Regions from separate parts of the Sus scrofa genome. Here region 2 is linked to region 1. A link is a contact called in public HiChIP or PLAC-seq data. All regions are on one chromosome and are shown on one strand. The core of a region is the stretch at or near the end of the contact, and the rest is flanking DNA. Distances in the headings are between cores, read along the strand shown. Region 1 has its middle 610 kb from the start of NYAP2. Region 2 has its middle 450 kb from the start of IRS1.

Region 1 (7,587 bases), core at 2,069-4,568:
TGAGCGTCTCTAGTTGCATACATGTTTCTGCAAATGGCATCATTTTGTTCTTTTTAATGGCTGAGTAGTATTCCATGTATATATGTACCACATCTTCCTAATCCATTCATCTGTCAATGGACACATGTTTTTTCCATGTCTTGGCTATTATGACTAGAATATTCTTTTTAAAATATAACTACATTGGGGTTCCCACTGTGGTTCAGCAGAAATGAATCTGACTAGCATCCATGAGGATGCAGGTTCAATCCATGGCCTCATTCAGTGGGTTAAGGATCCAGCGTTGCTGTGAGCTGTAGTGTGGGTTGCAGTCGCGGCTGGGATCCTGCATTGCTGTGGCTGTGGCATAGGCAGCAGCTGCAGCTCCAATTTGACCCTTAGCCTGGGAACTCCATATGCCATGAATGTGGCCCTAAAAGGCAATATATATATATATATATATATAATTAAATAATTAAAATGTTGTGTTTGTATCTGTACTGGGATATTATAGACTTCATGGGATACATCCAACTGTATTGAAGCCTTTTCTAGTGGTAGAGAAATTTAGTCAACATCACTTCCTTGTGGCTGAGCTGTGTCTCTTTACTATTCTATCGTCTTTCCCCTGTCATGGATGGTGATAAAACTTTCCCTTGGTTCTGGAGCTACTTAACTTCAAAGGTCTGCTGGAAATCTCACCACTTCCTGAAATATCCAGGAAACCTTTCTGAGCCTGAGTAGCCCCTTCATTGTGAAAAAGGAAGAGCATGAATGGTCCTCAGATCAAATCTAAGGAGACCTGCTATAGCCCACAAGTCGCACTGGAGGGAGAGGGGGTTATAGATGTCAGATGGGGGATGTATTGAATCCATCAGCCTTCACATTATTCTTTCTCTTCTTAAGAAGGATGTTCCAGATGGTATGTATTAATGCATATGTGCAATACTTTTGGCACAGAGTAGTGGCAAGATAAGAAAATGTGAAGTAAACAGAGATGAAAAAGAAACTTACCAATGAAACAAAATTGAAAATATTTAGGTTTCTAAGTAAGAAACTTCAGAGAGTTTTGCATAAAAAGGTTAATTTATCTGTACTATTGTTCTCCAGCAAAAAATTAAATGAAATATCAAAAGACCCAGGCTTCTGCTTATTTTTGTGGAGTTATTTAAAGATTATTATTTTCTAGAAGTTCCCATAGTGGCTCAATGGGTTAAGAACCTGACACTGTCTCCATGAGGATGAGGGTTCTATCCCTGGCCTTGCTCAGTGGGTTAAGGATCTGGTGTTGCCACGAGCTGTGGCATAGGTCATAGGTGTGCTCAGATCTGGTGTCACCATGGCTGTGGGTGTAGGCCTGCAGCTGAAGCTCTGCTTTGACTTCTAGCTTGGGAACTTCCATATGCAGCAGTTGTGGTATTAAAAAAAAAAAAAATTATTGGAGTTCCCACCGTAGCTCAAAGGAAACGAATTTGACTAGCATCAATGAGGATGCAGGTTCAATCCCTGGCCTTGCTCAGTTGGGTTAAGGATCCTGTGTTGCCATGAATGAGGCTCAGATCTGGCACTGCTGTTGCTGTGGTGCAGACTGGCAGCTACAGCTCTGAATCGACGCCTAGCCTGGGAACCTGCATATGCCATAGGTGCGGCCCTAAAAAAAGACAAAATTAAAAATTATTATTTTATAACAGTTCATACATTTAATTTGCTCAACTTTGCAATTACACATTACTATTTTTTTGGTCTTAGATTCTGATTTCACCCCACTATTTATCATTTTATTTCTGAAATTTGCATTCAACAATTTAGCTCCAAGAATGTTGCAGATGATGTACTGAGCTACCAAGAAATTGCGGCAGCTCTCCATGTCTCTCAAACCTGAGCAGAGGTACCCACTTCTGGTCATGGACTTTGAAGGGAGCAGCCTTGGCCTTATTTCCATGGTAGCCTTTGTTTGGTTGGAAGCCATAGCAGTAGGAGCCAAATTCAGTCATCAAAAGCTCTGTATATAAATTATTCAATTTCTGAATTTAAATATGTTTCCTATCTATTCCAGCCTCCTGCAAAGCTCAAGCATTTGATTCTGTTATCACTATATTTTCCATTCTTGCCTCTCTTGAAACTTTTATTTAAGCTATTCTTGTTTGAAAGATCATAGTCCAGATTGTTGGGAGACAGTTCTCTATGGGTGTCTTGTGTTTCTACACATCTTAAGAGCAGAAGCTTTTATGGGTTTTGTTCCAGACAATCCTCAATGGTGTGTGTAGAGCAGACAGCCTAGGAAGACAGAGGTGATGTCTCCTGGAGCAAGCTCAGAGTTCTTCTGTAACATAAACCACTACCTGTGCAGGCACCACATAGCTCTCTTTGTATCCATGCAAATTGAAATCTGAGGATCCAATGGAATAAGATTCTGATGCTTTTGCTACTGCTATTGCTGTGCATTAATAAACACTGCAGTCTTGTGTTTTCTGCCAGCATCCAAGAAATTTGCAAGTGGTGAGGGTTTTTAGTTGGCAAGTAGGATAAAATCTGAGACCTTTCACAGGTCTTGACATTTTCCATCATTTTTCTTTGTAGGAAACTCCCTTGGGTACATTTTGGTTTGCATTTTAAATATGGTAATTCAGTGCTTTCCAATCTGCCTCAAAAATAAAGTTCCCCTAAAGTATATGTTATAGTAATAGTAACAAACTATCGGACATCTACCAGAACATCAGATCCATAGGTCTGAATTGGGACAAGGGAATTTGTCTACTTAAACAGTGCTACAGGTAATTATTATCTATGGGAAAATAATGTACCTAAAACAAGTGTCATCACCCCAGGTAAATAGTAAACACACTGTAAATGACTGCTTTTAATGGAGTCTTCAAGACATTTTTTAAAAATACTAATACTTTTCCCCACCTCACATCTGAAAAAGTTGAAAAATTTTCAAAGTGACCAAAAATCACTTTCATTGCTTATAAAGATCAGATTGGAGAACAATAGCTTTGATCTATTGCTCAGGTGGGCCTGCCAATTAAGTCCCCAAATTAGATATATTTATCCATTTGATTTCAGGCAGAACTGAAGGACAGAGCTTCTTATGAGGAAAGCTGTCACTCAAGTGAGAATTGAAACAGAGGACTTTCAAAGTTTTATCATGAGTTTTGAGATAGAAAATTGAGAGTGATAGAAAAAATAGGTATCAAAGAGAATTATAAAGTATTTAGAGTAAGAAATGCAATAGTCTGGTCACATAGCCTATAGTGACTTGTCTTTCACTTTGATGAGTATTTAGGTTTTATCATTTCCTCTTAAGTCATGATCTTCTGACTCAGAGAGGTTAGGGGATTTGCTGATGATCACATGGTCAGTAAATGTTACAGCTAAAATTCAAAGCTCCAACTCTAAAGCCCTCCTATATCACACGATAATAGTAAAGAGTTACAAATGATAGTTAGGCTGAAGGTTGGGAAAAGAGGCAGACAATTGTTGCAATAATGGAGATAAGAAAGAATAGTGCACATAGTAAGGTTGAGTGAATATCATCAAAATAAAACATTTTGATTCTACGGGGAATTTGATTTTCATTCTTTTTTTTTTTCATTTTGATTTATTGAAACTTCAGTGTATCTTAGCCCTATGGTACACACTGGGGTGAAAATACAATAAAACCTACATCTTAGATTGAAAGGTTTTATAATTTAGTGAGGGACACGAGCCAATATAAGGCTCCAATAAACTTAGTCACTGTAATCTTGGGATTGCACATTATGTGTACAACTAGAACTCCTAAGAGTGATCGATTATTAGAATGAGAGAAAAGAAGTGGGGATCAGGAGAGGTTTTCCAGAAGTAGTTATCAGGAATTAACCCTCAATGAACAGATACTTTTCTAACACAGAAGTGACATCTTTTAAACTTTAATATATATGTAAAATATATAAAATCAGAAATGGAGCAAAATAAAATTTAATTCACATGGATCATCAAAAACCTCCCTTGCCCCATGATATTTATCATTAACCTTTGGTATGGGTTTTGCCAAATTATTTTTCTATGCGATAATGCACCTAAAGTGAGAATCATTAACATAAACATAGCATGACAATATCTATGGTTCCTTGGGTGCGGTTAGATGGCATACTCTCTTAACAGTGGATCAGGATAACCTGAATAAACCTCAGGGACTTTGAATTTCCCACAAGCCATTAGTCATTATCCCATGGATACTGTCCCTAGGAGTTTCCATTCATTCATTTATTTAGTGAACTGACACTGAGCAACACTTTACCGGATTATCCCTTATTAGAACTGTGGGACTCAGATCTAATGGGGATAATCCAGTAAAGTAAGGGATAATCAGTCTAGTGATGGATAATTTAGTAATTCTAGTATCTGGAAGTGTACATTCCAGGAGATATTAGAGTTCTTAGCAAGGGATCAGTAGAAAGGCTTACCAACATTGCAAACTTCCCAGAACTGAATGTATAAAAATGGAAAAAGTCTGTGAGCACACTCTCCCAGCAGTACAGTTTATACTGTGCATAGTTCTTCTTTTAGGAAGGGTTTTTCATTCACTCTTCCCATGATTCTTCACTTTCTCTTTCAAGTCTCAGCTCTAACACCTCTTCCTCCTTAGAAAGATTATCATCTTGTTCAAAGAAGCACTTTGAATACCAAACAAATCACTCTATTGTGTCATTCTATTTATTTCCTTTAGAGGATTAATCATAATGTAAATGTGTTTATTTGTTTCATTATTCATTACTTGCCTACACCGCTTAAATACACACATCAAAGCAAGCACCTCATTGATCTTCTTCACAGCTACATTCCCACACTTAGAACTCACACATAATAATTAAAACATAATTTACTGAATAAACTAGTCTTGGTTTCAATGGTTGCACCTAAATGTAAGATGGTACTTGTGTCACCTTAGATTCATTCAGATCAAGAAAATTGAAACCCTGAAGCCCAATAGCTTAAATAGTTACAAAACTGGATTATTTTACAAAGAGAATTTTAGAGGTAAGAAGGCATCAGAATGCACTGGCCAGCTCAACAACATGACAATGAAGCCAGGTTCATATTATGTTTCATTTTTGTCCTACTCAAGAGGTTGGCTCTTCCACAAGCCAGGTCATCTTGTGTTTGCAAGATGCTGCAACAATTCCAGGTTTTCTTCTTCACACAAGAACACATACAGTGAAAGAAGGAGAGTCATCTCTTACTCTGTGATTTCTATAATCCATTAGCAAACTTTTCTGGACAATACTTAGCAACTTCCCTGTATAGGCCTTGTTCAAAACTCTGGGGCCTATCATCAAATAAACCAAACACAGAGCCATGATAATAGTTCACTCCAATGGTTTTAAAACTATTTGACTGTGACTCACAATAAAAAAAATTGTTTTACATCAAGGCAAACATAGATACACCTAATTGTTTAAAGTAATAGTTTATGAAATTTTTCTTACCCTGGCCCTAATCTAAATGAAACACTCTGCTATTTCCTATTCTGTGTCATTTTAAAAGAACAATGTGACCCAGAAATTTGACTTATTTTTTTCAAGTGGTTGGCACCCGCAGTTGGAATAACAGTCTTGGACCAATCAGGATCTACTTTTAAAGCCAGGTACTGAATCAAATGAAGGAAGAGTGGATGCTCAAAATAAATTGAGATCAGGGGAAAAGAGAATAATGGCTTTGACTTGGGCAAAGAGCATCTTCTACATGTTTTCTGAGTTATTTTCAATATATACACAATTCATTGGAGTTTTCTTATTACATTGTCATGAGTTTGTAGAACACAATTAACTGCAAAAAAAATTCTAGCACATATAGCTACCAAAGACAATACATAAAGAATCAAACTCTTTTCTAGATCCATAGCCAAAGAAAAAGTACATAAAGATTTGTATTGTTCATTTTTGTTTGAGTATTTATTTACTTAAATAAACAAGTGACTTAGAAAAGGTCATTTGTAAATGATGGGAAAAGTACAACTTAAAAACCAGGCCAGCCTAAAATACCAAGTGCAACGTTCTCAATTTCTTTGGAGGTATCATAAACCATCCCAGCTTTCCCAAGATTTCTCTGAAATCCTTCCAGCTGGCTCTCTTGCTGATGATGAAGTGCCTGTCCGACACTGATATTCGCTGTCCAAGGTATTCTTTCCAGAATGTTAAGGAATGGCCACCTCGCCACAAACTCAAGTCTTAATTGGCTCAACTAAGAATTTGCTGTCTCCTGTCATCTCTCAATCCTCTCTTGACTTTTACTTCTTGAATATATATCTCTATTTTCCAATTGTATTTTTTAAAATCTCATTATTTCTAAATCAACTATAGACATTTTAATTCAATCACAGTATTATCTCTCTGTCCTGACCTAGAATCAAAATTGGATTTTTCAAGTACCTGAATGTGACTTTGTCAAGTTCCAACATTTTATTTAATTGTAATTATTTCTGCGAAAAATATCCTAAGCTGCATTACAGAACAACCTGCCCTAATAGAATGTACTAAGGATCTAAAATTTTTGTGGATGGTGTGAGGTGATTATCAGGGAAAGAATTCATTTCTCCATACTACGACAAGAGAGAAGGCTTTAGATGTGACAAACCTCAAAGTGGAGAAAAAAAAATAAAATAAGAAGATGAGTGCAGCACCCAGCACAAAAACAAAAACCAAAAAACCAACCAACCAAACAAACAAAAAAACCTGTTACTCAAGGAGTTAAAAATAGAAGGAAGGACAAAGAAACTACAGAGAGAAATGCAGAGGGTTGGCACTGTCACCAAGGAGAACTAGGATTTCAAATTTCTAACGCTCTGATTGTTCCCAGTCTCCAGAGACAAGGCATGTACATCTATCTACAAATGTACATGTAGTGTGTAATGTGTGAAATGTTCTAATAGTTTTTGTTTGTTTGTTTTACTTTTAATATGCTTGCACTCTGTGTTGTAAGATGGGTAAGCTGAAGCATAGCATATCAAAACGGTAATGTCCTAAAGCCAGTGGCAGAATTGAAATTCAAATAAGTGTCCTTTCTCCAAACCTAGTTTCTCTGACCTCTTATGTTCCCTTTGAATCAAGCCTAAGAATAGTCTGGACACCATGGAGAATACCCTCTCTGCCCACGTGTTAATCAGGGCAGGATAAAGCCAGGCTCACCTTGAAAAGAATGTGGCTCTGCCCAGGCAGTCAGGGTCATTCGGTAGGATAATTTTTCTCTTTCTCCCTCCATGGCCTTTCCTCCCTGGCCATCACTCTATCATCACTCTGCACTGCACAGAGCAGCTATGCTCAGAGTGGCCATTGGCCTTAATATTTGAAGCCATGGCTGCATTGCAGGATCTTCTAATCAGCCTAATGTTTCCTAAAGTATCATGCTTTCTCTCTCTTCCTCTTAAGGTTACAGAAGGCATCGTTGTGTCACCTTCTGCTTTCGAGGGAGATAAAGCCTGATGAGCTGTGTAACAATATTTATCAGATCTCAAGAAACTTGATTTGCCAGGCAGTCAGTGATAGGCTGCCCAATTTTCCAGAAAAGACAAACAGGGATTTATTCTAGGAGAGCTTGCCCTGGGGACAAGGGGACATGGCCATCTTC
Region 2 (7,587 bases), core at 2,376-4,875, 210 kb after region 1:
AGTAAAGCCAGGAAACAGGCAATGACACCAACATAAGAACCAAGAAAATGAAATCAAACCACAAAGTGCTATGTGCACCCAGAGGAGAGTTATCTAGACTTCTCCTAGTGGGACTAAATAGGCTTTCAAAAAAAGAAAAGATTCCTAAAATAAGAACCAAGGGGGAGTTCCTGCTGTGGCACAGTGGGTTAAAAATCCAACTGCAGTGGCTCAGTCACTGCAGAGGTGTGGGTTCTAACCTGGGCCTTGTGCAATGGGTTAAAAGATCTAGCATTGTTGCAGCTGTGGCTTAGACTCTCTCCTTGACCTGGAAACTTCCATATGCCATGGATGAAGCCATTAAAAAAAAAGAAGAAGAACAAAGGGACAAGTTGAAATTTAATTCACCAGGAGTGGAAGGAGACTTTCCAGGCAGCAAAACCTCAGGTCTAAGACTGATGTAATATGTTATGTTCAGATATATGAACACAATTTTGAGAGAAGCATAGTGTTTGGGTATAGGGAGAGAAAGGGATGTGGTTGATGAGCGAGGTAGGGCTTAACTTAGAGCCATTTAAGTATGACATGACGTTAGAAAGATCCTACACAGGGTTCCATGGGACTATTCCTCTCCTATTCAATATCAGTCATATACTTCCACAGTAATGCCGAGTCACAAACTGTCTCAACTTTCAGTGACCTAAAACAATGACTATTTATTTGGCTCATGAATCTTCAGTCAAGTGATTTACACTGGACTAGGATGCCCATGCGCCTGGTCTTAGCTGGACCTCCCGACATGTCTGGGGGATAACTGGATGCTCAGCGGCTGCTCCAGGATGGCTTTGGCTGAGGAGGAGGCTACTTCAAAGGTCTCAACTCAGTCCAGGCATGCTCTCATGAGAAGACAGAAGGACGAAAGGGCCAGAAATGTCTAAGAGTTTTTTCAAGTTTCTACAAGTCATATATGCAAACATTCTTATGTCTAGAGCAAGATGCATGGCCAAGTCAGAATGAAGAGAGTGGGGAAACAGGAGTCACCTATTTCATGGGAGGCACCGTAGTCATGTAGCAAAGAGAATGATTACAGGGATGGCTGAAGAATCATGACTATTACTGTCATCAGTCAATTGAATATGCAATCCCCGCTGGTGGCTGGAGTCTGTGCTTCCCCAGATGACGACTAATCTAAAAGATGACAATGATTTCATGGGATGAGATCACTTCCTAAGTGGATCACTCGTCCACGCCCCACTGCCAGCACATACATGCCCTTTGAAGCTATATGCTTTATCTTCAACTTTTCTGAGACAGTGTCCTGCCTTCTCCTAAAAAGTCAAGCAGTGATTGCATTTTGGGGGAAAATAGGGGCGAGGAGAAAAGTGAAATATAAATGGAAGGGAAATATGTTCATACAAGTAGATGTTTTAGCAATCTTTAGAAAACCATTTAATATAATGAAACCTAAGTACAAGTGTGTTAGTCAACTTTAGTCAAGAATAAATAATGTACCAAACACTGTGCAAAGTACTTTTACATTCTCTCTCTTTCTTGCTCTTTCTTCTAGATACAAACACACACACACACACACACACACACACACATACGATAAATGCAATTATCATATTATCCTCCCAATTTTACTCTTGAGAAAACTGAGGCTTAGCGAGATTAGAAAACACATAGCACCTGAATTTTAAACCCAACTGTTCCATTCCAGGACCCATTTGTTTAAAATAATGTATGCCAAATTGTCTTATCCTCAAATGTTCTAAATCCTGCCCTTAGAGAAGAGTACATTTGAGAAGACATTTCCAAAGTCTATTTATTATACACTCTTCTTAAAAGTAAATGCCAAGACCCATGAACACTTCCTATAAATGAATAATGCAGTGAAAACCTAAGAAATGTATAGATTGGTGTCACAGAAAGTCTGCTTTCCTAACAAGTTTATCTTTGATCAGTGATTCATTTACATAGATTTTTGTCTATGTGTCAATCCTCATGATTTGTGGCACTGCATATTTTAGAACTTGACATATGCATTCTTTTCACAAGCCGCCTTTCACAGCAGCCTCCATTGTCTATGATAATGAAGAAAGCATGTTGGTAATATAGAAAGCCCAGTTTCTTTCCAAACTACATTAGGACAGATTTTCAGACAAGTCTAACACTTGCTCTACCCTCCTGTGTGTTCATTAAATGGTCACGTTGACTGGCCCTTTACCTGCGGATAAAATATCTATTTATTCAAGACCATATCTAATGAGCATTCACACTGTGTTATGCACTGAGCCTAGACTAAGAGTGACAATGGGGAACAAATCACACATGTACTGTCAAGCAGGAGAGACACAAAACACCAAGTAAGCAAATAACTGAGAATAATTACTACTTAAAATAAAATCTATAGGTATAAACTTGTCCTATATACCTGTAACTCTATGCCTGTAACAATGTTACTTTTACTAGAATGGTCAGGGAAATTCTGTCAGAAGAGGTAGCAATGAGCTTATGCTAACAAGCTCAGAAGAACATGACATGTATATAAAGAGCTGTCTTTAGCCAAAATGCTCAGGGGATGTAGAATCTGGGTTATTCAAATGTTATGAAAATTGAGAGTTGCCCAGGGAGCCATTTCTGTTTCTGCCCTTTTTATGGGCATATAATACTCCCCTTCCATAGCTACACAGGCTCAATCAAGATGAATTGTGTTCTGTTTAATTGGGGGCCCACTATGCCAGTGGCGTAGGTCCCATCTTATGTCTGGGTTTAGAGTTATCTCTGGGTTTGAGATGGGGCACACCTACCAGGAGGAGGTGATGCGACTAGAGGCATAGCTTGGTGGCTGAGAGATTTCGGAGGCCCCAGATCTCTCGGGCAAGACCCCAGAGCAGCATCTGACACAGAGCTGATGCTCCATATCAGCTAAAAACAGAAGGAATGGATAAAACCTCCTGAGCATCAACCTCAACTCCTGTGATGTCAGATCAAGAATAAATAACCAACAAAGTTGCACAAGGCTTAAATGAGGCCAAGATATTTCGTTTAGGCCTAGGCTCATGGAAGGCACCAAAGAGACAGTAGCCACAATGATGAAGAGGAGGGGGCTGGGAAGACATATGTGATGGCCTTCATGTGTATTTCTCTGCAGAGATGAGCATGTGGCCCTTGGTTTGCAAGCTAATTCAGCATTAGTACTTACAAGACACCCATATGGTGTGTGAGGGTGTTAATCACTATGGACAAGGCCTTGGACATATTATTTGCCATTCATCCTTGTGTCTCAGACTCCTAAGTACACTTCATGCTTAATAAATATCTGACACAACTAGTTTATTTAGTTCCTTCTTGCACACCCTACAGAGTGTCACTCTTCAGGAAAGTGACCTCTGTCATTCTATTTTTCTTTCCTTTTTTTTTTTTTTTTTTTTAGACTGAGGCTTTGCCTTCTTCTTCAATCAGAGTGATAGTAAGTGAAAAGCATTGGGAGTCTCTGTCCTCAAATGGAACTCACTAACTTCAATGTCACAGTCCATCAGGAACTGAAATGTGACTTGTAACTGCCGCAGCTTTCCCCAAGCCCAGAGAAGAAATGAGTTACCCTTTGGGTGGGTTGTGCAAGAAGAAAAGCCAGCCTGTTCCAGGAATAGCCACATCCAGGAGAAACAGCAGCAGCTGTGGGTGGCTCTCAGTGACTTGGCTCTGACTGTAAGGAAGACCGAGACGCATAAATTCTGAGGGTGGTTTTGGAGCCAGTTAAGCTCCTAAAGGGGAAGCCCAGTGGATGGACAGGACTGTGATTTGTTGCTGCCTGCTACAAATATGAGTTGGGCTCCTTGAAAGCTGGAACCCTGCTTAATTTACTTGTCAAGTAGCCTGATGGATTTGTCCATAGAGTTTTTAAATAGAAGATAAAGCTCTTTACTTTGCGTGCCTCTTCCCTGCAGTGGGAAACGTATCCATCACTTGCCTAGATCGATGTGGCTAATTCAAGACTTCAGCCCCACCCCGTTGACTACTCTATCTCTACTGTGTAAATATCATTATTTGGAGTGGAATTTAAAGATTGCCCATTGTGTTTTCAGCTTGTTTTCCAATGAAGGCTCTAGGGAGCAGAATCCACAGTGTCCTCTCTGGAGGTCTGTGGGCATGTCCAGCGGCGGCAGTGGTGCCATCAAAGAGGCTCAGATGTAGAGATCTAGATGGACTTGGGGAGCAGGGGAGCTTACAGAGGTGAATGCTCAGCCTACACCTTGATTTCTCGCTATTTTTCAATCTTATTTAGCCCACACTCCCAAGGACTCTATACATTTTTATTTTTATTTTCTTTGATTTTTAAAATACTGTATTAGAGTATAGTTGATTTACAATGTTGTGTAAGTTTCAAGTGTATGTTACCAAGGGGGAATAGTGGGGGGGAGGGATAAATTAGGAGGTTTGGATTAATATATATATATACACACACACTATCTTAGCCATATTAAATAGATATACAAATATACCTATACACTATATAGATCTACTATATATGTATATACATATATGCACATATATATATATATATATATATATACTTATCTGTATAAAATAGATAAGTAACAGGATACTGTATAGCACAGGGAAATCTATTCAAAACTCTGTATACTCTTACTCTCTCCTTAGGAAGGCTTTTGAAGCAGGGATTAAAAAAACACAACTCAGAGTTTCCTGGTCTCCATGAAATATAAGGAAAAGAAACATGAATTCCAAGTGCAGAATATCTATTAATTTGCAACTCTTTGACTATGCCTTTCAATAGAGACTGAAGAATCCAATATAAAATCACTAATAAATACTGAATGTGCCTGTTTGATTTGTAGTTTTATAGCCGCTGTAAGTGTATGCCTGAATGTGAATTTATATGCCATCTTCTTTATCCTTCATTTGCAAGCTATAATGTATAATTCTATTTGTTCCAGCAAGGTGAACTGAATACAAAAACCCCCCATTCAGTAGAATATTTACTTTGCTTCTTTTAAAAACTGCTTATTTTTTAACAATGGAAACAGATAATTGAATTCAAGTTCCTTTGGCAGAAAAAAAATATTGAGAACAAAACATTTATATTCATATGATTAATGAGTAATTGTTTTTAAATACCAACATTGAGATAAAATGAGAGAATTCAAAGCACTCATTTTTTTTCTCCTCTTTAAGCAATAAGTTAAAATGTTAAGGATTTCCCTACAAATTGTTCAAATTTTAAAATCTTATTTTAATTAAAAATAAAAATATATCTGGTTCAAAGATAGCAATGTGAACTCAATTGCTCATATATTTAGCCCTCCCCAAACACCACTAATATGCTCCAAACATAAATTCTTTTTTTTTTAATAAATTTTTTTATTTTCCCACTGTACAGCAAGGGGGTCAGGTTATCCTTACATGTATACATTACAATTACATTTTTCCCCCACCCTTTCTTCTGTTGCAACATGAGTATCTAGACAAAGTTCTCAATGCTATTCAGCAGGATCTCCTTGTAAATCTATGCTAAGTTGTGTTCTTAATGCAGTATAAGTGTAAACTAAGATGGAATTTTTCTTTTACTTTTTTTAACATGACACCAATATCAGAAGTCATAATAGAAAAGACTGATTACATCAAAAATAAAAAGTTTTATAACAGCAACAACAGCAAAAGAACAAAAAGAAAGTGAAGAATCAAATAACTCAATAGAAAAACATTGGCAACTTATGATAGAGTGCCAATATACCTAATATACAATTAATTGTTACATATCAAGAAGAAAACCTAGAAATCACAATATATAGATAGCATAAGAAGATGAAAAGGCAATTTACCAAGAAGTGCTAATGATTAACATATTCCTAAAAAGATGCTTATACTCACTGATAACAAAGAAGAAAATCAAATTAAAGTTCAGAGAAGCAAAAATATAAAAGAATGATACCATACAATATTAGCACACATGTAGAAAAATCAGTCACTTTCACATATTCTTTATACAAGTAGAAATTCACTATGTTTTTGGAGAACATTTTAGAAATGTGAAATAAAATTTTACCTATCCATGTTGACACAGAAATTTCACTTGTGGAAATCTATCTTTAAAATAAATATTTAAGCAAATAATATTCAAGGATGTTCAGTAAAGTATTACTGAGTACATCATGAGAAACAATATAAATATCCATTAATACTGATTTAATAATTATTAATTATATGATGATAAAGGGGGATAATGTGGCTATTTGAAATGTCATGAATACATAGATATTGAAACAGGTATTCCTACAGGATTGCGACATAAAAAAGCAATTAAAGAAACTCATCTTTGCCTTTGGTTTTAAAAATATCCAAGAGAGTTCCCGTCGTGGCGCAGTGGTTAACGAATCTGACTAGGAACCATGAGGTTTCGGGTTCGATCCCTGGCCTTGCTCAGTGGGTTAAGGATCCGGCGTTGCCGTGAACTGTGGTGCAGGTTGCAGATGCAGCTCGGATCGTGTGTTGCTATGGCTCTGGCTAGGCTGGTGGCTGCAGCTCTGATTAGACTCCTAGCCTGGGAACCTCCATATGCCATGAGAGAGGCCCAAGAAAAGGCAAAAAGACAAAAAATAAATAAATAAAAATTCAAAATTTTAAAGAACGCTGACAGAAAATGTCCCTATTCAACTGATTTTTTGTTTCTATCATAGCCCAACCTTGAATACATATGCAGTGTGATTTGCACATGCAACTTTATTCATTTTTTAAAAGATCTTATTTAAAATATATTTTCTTATCTGTTGGGGTACAGACAGATTTTTAAAGGAGGTTTTTATTTTTTGCTTGTGTGTAATGAAATTTAGCTTTTATTTCTAAGGACCGCTAATGATAGTGCTGTGCTTTCTATTTGAGAGTAATTCTAAATTTTCCCAGTATATTTTAATCCTAGGAAGGGGAAATCACCATGGATGCTATTTCTACTTATAGGTTAATGTCGATTCATTCATATTTTCTTAAATATGTTCATACACGTGTTAAATAAGCAAATAAAGTAGACAGGGTATAATAACGTGATGCACATTATGGGGAATAAAAGTGAGTAAAGGATGTGTGGACTCAGGGATATGTACAAACAATATTAAAAAAATCAAAGTGGGTGTAGAAGGCAGAAGTGGGCGCCCCACCCAATAAGGATCAGCCAGGGACCCCAGTACCCATAACCGATTTATGAACAACTTGCTCCTGTAACCTGAGGTCTCTAATCTAGGGTAGCTGGGAACAGCCTGCTGCTTCAGTGCCTGCTGGCAAAGATGGCATTAAATAAGCATTCCATGAAAACAAAACAAAAGAAAACAAACAAAAAAACCTGGTATAATCCCTTGCTTAGAAACTTAGAGAGACTAAAAGCAAAAATGCCCCCAAAGCAACAAAGCATATCCAGAGCCCAGATCTTTTTTTCTTATCCCAGTCTTCAATAAAAAGGACCAAAACTCCTTTGAGAAATAGCTGACTCTAGGGCTGGGGTAGTGAATATATGAGATAAGCCTGAAGGGTAGATACTATAGTGTCAGAAAGTAAGGAATATTAAAATTCCAACACACACACACAGATGTGCTA

Evidence for each region. HiChIP or PLAC-seq counts read pairs in DNA pulled down with a chosen protein or histone mark.
Region 2: a contact with region 1 is called in an H3K27ac HiChIP or PLAC-seq map of alveolar macrophages. The contact joins two enhancer-like sites. A contact is called at or near these places in 1 of 47 Hi-C or Micro-C datasets (embryonic fibroblasts) and 2 of 2 datasets of contacts at active chromatin or transcription factors (alveolar macrophages and skeletal muscle).

Annotation. Positions count from the first base shown.
Region 1 is chr15:127,638,258-127,645,844 of Sscrofa11.1, forward strand. No RefSeq gene overlaps it. Among named protein-coding and RNA genes, the nearest start is that of NYAP2, 610 kb to the left of the region's middle. Within about 2 kb of position 3,319, at least 1 of the 83 cell types and tissues checked has an H3K27ac peak or open chromatin away from gene starts, as enhancers often do. A contact at or near this core is called in alveolar macrophages, where this site is marked.
Region 2 is chr15:127,848,901-127,856,487 of Sscrofa11.1, forward strand. No RefSeq gene overlaps it. Among named protein-coding and RNA genes, the nearest start is that of IRS1, 450 kb to the right of the region's middle. Within about 2 kb of position 3,626, at least 5 of the 83 cell types and tissues checked have an H3K27ac peak or open chromatin away from gene starts, as enhancers often do. A contact at or near this core is called in alveolar macrophages, where this site is marked.